2 separate regions of the Mus musculus genome follow, and region 1 is linked to region 2. Evidence: chromatin contacts called from public HiChIP or PLAC-seq data. All regions are on one chromosome and are shown on one strand. The core of a region is the stretch at or near the end of the contact, and the rest is flanking DNA. Distances in the headings are between cores, read along the strand shown.

Region 1 (2,700 bases), core at 15-2,514, 610 kb after region 2:
CCCTCCCACTACCCCCTCATATTCTCTGAGGAGGAACCTTGGGCACTGCCCTGACCCTGACCCCGACCCCGCCCCTCGCCATGGAAGTTGCCTGCCACTGGATTCCCTTCTGCTAGCAGGACTGCCTGGTTTATGGTGTTCTTAATAGTGTGTGTGTGTGTGTGTGGGGGGGGGGGAATGGGGTGGCCGGGCTAGCTAGCGGGGATGGGGTGGGGGAGGGGGCTAACTAGCAATGCATTTAATACATTTGTGTATGATTTCTGCGAGGAAGAAATCGAGAGGGAACCTTGGCAGGAGCAGAGGGTAGATTGTTTTGTGAATTGAGTTTTCGAAACCCTTAAAACATACAAGGCTATATTCTTTCTGAACAAATGTTCATTTTCTACTTTGTCATTGAGGAAACCTTTAAAGAATGGAAAAACAAAGGCCAAAGAGGAGAGGTCTTCGCAGCTGGTTTATACCACTTTTTGTCTGACTCTGGCCAAACTTATCTGTCTCTCCAGCTGTGAGGAATATGATATTGACTCTGACTTTGGGAAAAGAGACATGAGCAATTTCAGGTTAAATTTGAAGCCTCTTATAAACAGAATTAAGGCTGCCTTGGGCGCAGTGGGTGTATGTATAACAGCTTTGATGTTTCCTGAGAAAGCTGGCTACTCATGTCCTGCACTGGACCTGCGACTCAGCATCCGCTGTTCGTGTCACTGGTCAAAATCATTTCGGCTTCGGAGTTTTGTCGATGTACCTGTGCTCACTGGAAATATAGGATTGTTGAAATATTTGAGAACAAATTTTTTATAAAACTCATTTACTCACTTCCGAAGTAATTTAGAAGTTCAATGGACTTTTATTTACTTACGAAATTAGTTATTGAAACAATTTTTATTAAAATATTTTCTCATCTAAGCCTTAGCAGTCAACAACAGGGGATTAGGAAAACGACCATTTTATCTGCCACTCAACTGAGAATCTTCATCCACTGAAAGAGTGTATTTCCTGTCTGTGCTAGAAGGCTGGTCTTGCCCTAAGTGCGCAAAGAACTCCATCAGCTCAAGCAACCGAGTTGATTGGCCAGACAAAGTCCCTAGGGAGAGGAGGGTCTGTCTGTTTAGAAAGAAAAGAGTTCTTAATTAAAATGCCAAGCTGCTTCACTTTTAAATAAACGCACGGGTTTTACCTCTTTAGCACATTGAGGATGCTGATTGGTAGATAGCAAATTGCAAAGACCAGAAGTACAACCATGAGCATCCGGGCTGTTTTCCTTCGTGCTCGGATCTGCTTTATCTCAGCAGCAACAGCGCTAATCCGAGCCTTGCTCTGCTGTCCGGACCCCCGGGGCTGAGAAACCGGCTGCTGCTGCTTCCATTTTCTCTGAACCACAGAAGAAGTTCCGGGAATCTGAAAGGAGATGGAATCCCTCATTGGTACTTATCAAAGTTCTACAAAGAAGATGTAACCACAAGAGTGAGAAGCAGAAGTTTGGAGTTTGAAATTTTCGTCTCTCCAAGCACTGGCTAGGCGGAGTATGTTCTTATCACACATTTCGTCAAACACCAAATAGTTATATGCCTGGGGAAAAAGTTAAAAGTAAGCTTATATTGTTCTTGTGTTAAAACACGATAATCTTGTCAAGGTCTGAAGAGAACAACAAGAATACATTCCCTTATTAAACAGAGAAGGGACATATAGAGAAAAGAACGCTAAGAAAATTCAGATTATAAGATTTCATTATAAGTTCTAAATTCAGAAGTCTCCTAAATTTAAACACTCATCAGATAACAGGACTGCCTGCCCTCCCCACACACACCGAAAAACAAAAAACTTAAATGACATTTTGATGCATCGATACTGCCACCTGCTGTCGAGTAGAGACACGGCACCTAACCAGCTACTGAGTTTTATGAGGTTTTCTGTCTCCTGTTGAGACAAAGCAATTCCATGTGTAGAAGGAACAAAAACTATTCTTCGTGATTTAATGTTCGCACTTACAAAATTGCCTGAAACTAATTTTGCAATTTTCCCTTCTTGAAAGTGCACGAACACACCGAGAATCCTTCCAGGTCTTACACTAATGTCTTAAATAGCCACTATTTGTAGCAATTACATTACACAACGTGCGTTTCCTTTGATTTTTCTGTTGGTTGATAATAGCAGAAAGTTCTGCCAAGTATAATATTTTCTTAATTACAATCTCATGAATTGATAGATCTTAGCAAAATATTAAAATGCAGCTTATTCATTTTTTTTTAAAGATGTGCCAGTAAGTCCACCGCGGGGACAGCTTGATTGTGTTACAGTTACTCAGCGGCTACTTTTATCTCTGCACCGCACACAGTACAGAGCAGCGCGTTCCCGTGGCCTCTCAGAATGAAGGCTACCTTGAACCCGTGGCTGTTTACACTATGAGATCAAAGTCTATTAGAGAATCTTTCATTTGAAAATGGAGCTTTGCTTTGATGTCCAAACAGATGAGTCTCATTACATGAGACCCCACTTGACCATCTTCTCTCAGTTCAGGAGATCAATCACGCAGATGAAAACCGGCCGTGAGACAGAAACTTCTCAGAAATGGGCAGGGCCACCTCGAGAAACCACTGGCTGAGGAGATAAAGAGTCACAAATGCTCCCATTTTGATGATTCTATTTTAAAATTTTCTAAAAAGATTTTTCAATTTTTATTTTGTGTGTATGAGTGTTTTG
Region 2 (2,700 bases), core at 25-2,524:
CGCATACAGAACACACACACATAGATAAAAAAAAAAAAAAAACCTAAAAGTGGACAAATGAGCAGTAGACAGGGTTTTGGGAGAATACTGTTGCTGATGGAGGGAACAACACAGGCGAAACATGAAGATGGGAGTAAGGAAGGAGGTTAAGTTTTCTGGTCAGGATGCGGTATATATGTGAAAAGTAAAAACAACTGACTTGGGTGCCAATGTGGGTTTATATTCAGGGAAAAACTGAAGAATCTTTAAGGGGTGGGTGATACTGGGGACTACTGCTGCCGCTCTTCTTCCTCCAGTGTGTCCTAAACGGTTTCTTTTGTCTTTGTGGGCACAGCAACATACCAAACTTCAGAAAACCAATGAAACAAGAGAACTCTTCTCTTCTACCTAGAGTCGGGTGTGTGTGTGTGTGTGTGTGTGTGTGTGTGTGTGTGTGTGTGTGTAAGGGGATTGGGGTGGGGATGAGGGAAGGATGGATGAACGGGTGGGGGTGGCATCTCTCAAGAGTTAGGGCAGAAGACTCCAGTTAACTCTGCACAAGCCTAGGCCTGAAACTGGCACTGGTCTTCAAAGAGGAATGGACTACCAACAATTGGAGGGTAGTCAGCTCCCAGCAGACTACCCAGCAGGCCTGAGTACCAAACAGAAAGACTTAGTATACATAGGTCGGTGATAAGAGCACTGGCTTAGTGTGTGACTGAGGTCAGTACCTTGTCAAGGGTGTGCGCGTGAGTTGTGCGTGTGTGTTGGGAGGATGTCAGAAGACCTGTACCACCCAGGTGGACAGGGACCTGTATCTATGTTCAGTGATCTTAAGGTTTCCTGCCACCGAGATTTTGATGTCATTAAGGGGGTACCACTGAGCAAGCAGGCTGCCCAATGAGGAATCCGGAAAGGCAAGCAAAGCTTGGTGGGGGTGTACTGTGGCCAGGGCAGGCTTTGGGCGGACTCTTTCTTGTCTGCACGGTTTTGGGGTCCACATGGGTCCCAGGACTCCTCCGTGGGCCTCTGTCGGCTCACGGGCCTCGGCGAGCTCCCGCTTCCGCAGGGCCTTCTCCGACAGGACCCGCACACTGCAGTCCGGGCTCAGCTCCCTTAACCCCACCAGCACACGGACCTCTGGGGCCGTGGAGAAGCCGGCCGCGGAGGGCGGCGCGCGCCATGCAGGTCCCGCAGCTCCCCGCCTCGGCCTCGCGCCTGCCGCCCCCGCGGCACGGCCAGCCGCAGCCCCAGTGAGGAGGAAGAGGCGGAGGAGGAGGCGCCGCCCCCTTGGCGAGCTCGGCGCCCGGGCGGCCTTGGCAGGACCCATGGCGGATCTCTCGCCTGCGCCGGCCCTGCGGGAAGGCGGCCCCCGTGCGCACCGGCCCTCGGCGCCCTCCCCTCCGCCGCGCTCTCGCTCCACCTCGGAGCCCGAGGAGGCCGAGCTGTCGCTGAGCCTGGCCCGCACCAAGACCCGCTCGTACGGCAGCACGGCCAGCGTGCGGGCGCCTCTGGGCGCCGGCGTCATCGAGCGCCATGTGGAGCACCGGGTCCGCGCCGGGGACACGCTTCAGGGCATCGCGCTCAAGTACGGAGTCACGGTGAGCAGGGCGCGCCGCCGCGGCCCCGGACCTGCGGCCCTCGGGCGGGGTCGGGGGTGGGAGCGGAGGGTGGGGAACAGGCCGTGCGTCCCCGCGTCCCCGCGCCGCATCCCAGCGCGCACTGCTGCAACTGCAGTGGGCGCCTAAGCTGCTGCTGCTGCTGCTGCTGCTGCTGCTGCTGCTGCTGCTGCGGAGAGGGGCGGCCGCCAGAGCTCCCCCGACCAGCTAGTGCATGGCCTTCCCAGTGCCCTGCCAGTCTCAGCTCGTATCTGTCGCGCGAGAAACAAGGAGGCCCGCGTTTTGGGCACTACCCACAGCCACCTTTCCCCGTTTTCCTCCCCGGAGCTCACTACCTATTTACTCAAAGCCACACCGATACGAATTCTGCGCTGTGTAAACAAGCTGTGATGAGTCAGGATGTACAGTTCTTCCCGTGGATGGTTCTGGTTCTATCGATTCTGCTTCTTTATTTAGAAGTGAAATTACACCCCTGTGCTCACTGGCGACCCTGAACGTGACACCTGTCTAAACAGCAGCCTGGAACTGTGGTCTAGGTGAGCTGGAGGGCCGTGTTTTACGAATTTATAAGGGTGTGCGTCTTGGGTATATTTCATTACACCTTGGGGAAGATCACGGAAACCCGAGGGAACAAATTGTTTCATTAAAATTACTTATAATTAACTGTGAGCTGTGTGATGGCCTTTTTACATTGGAACTCAGTATCCGTTTTCAATGATCTTTCCTGAAAGCGTCGGGGCAGCAGTCAGAATTAAAATGATCTCGCCTGTATCTTCAGAGTAACCTATTTTGCATATTTAACCAGGTGTTTGTTTACCAGCAAGTCTTTCTATCTATCATTTAAGCGTTTTGAGAGCTTGATCAAACCATTTTGAGACCCTTCTCCACAGTTCTAAATGTTCTTACAGCCTGCCTTCAAGCATTCACTGAGGGCTGGTTTGGGTCAGAGCCTAGGAAAAACAGAACTGAAAAAAAAAATCTAAGTGTATGAGTGTTTTGCCTGAATTAATGTATGTGCACCTTCTGTGTGCCTGGTGCCCAGAAAGACCAGAAGAGGGTGTCAGTTACCCTGGTAATGAAGTTACAGAGGTTTTGTAACTCA

Evidence for each region. HiChIP or PLAC-seq counts read pairs in DNA pulled down with a chosen protein or histone mark.
Region 1: an H3K4me3 HiChIP or PLAC-seq map of craniofacial prominence shows a contact between it and region 2, with 4 times the contacts expected there. The contact joins the enhancer-like site here to the promoter of Lysmd2 in region 2. A contact is called at or near these places in 11 of 39 promoter capture datasets (the 3T3-L1 cell line, the C10 cell line, cranial neural crest and 6 more), 1 of 15 datasets of contacts at CTCF or cohesin (large pre-B cells), 1 of 484 Hi-C or Micro-C datasets (cerebral cortex) and 7 of 115 datasets of contacts at active chromatin or transcription factors (craniofacial prominence, embryonic limb bud, embryonic stem cells and 3 more).

The regions. Positions count from the first base shown.
Region 1 is chr9:76,234,992-76,237,691 of GRCm38.p6, forward strand. Hcrtr2 (hypocretin (orexin) receptor 2) reads right to left here. Exons shown (of 8, transcript NM_198962.4): 5 at 1,178-1,398. Among named protein-coding and RNA genes, the nearest start is that of Gfral, 23 kb to the left of the region's middle. Within about 2 kb of position 1,265, at least 63 of the 459 cell types and tissues checked have an H3K27ac peak or open chromatin away from gene starts, as enhancers often do. A contact at or near this core is called in craniofacial prominence and second pharyngeal arch cranial neural crest, where this site is marked.
Region 2 is chr9:75,624,458-75,627,157 of GRCm38.p6, forward strand. Lysmd2 (LysM, putative peptidoglycan-binding, domain containing 2) reads left to right here and starts at 1,275. Exons shown (of 3, transcript NM_027309.2): 1 at 1,275-1,580. The coding sequence starts at 1,308.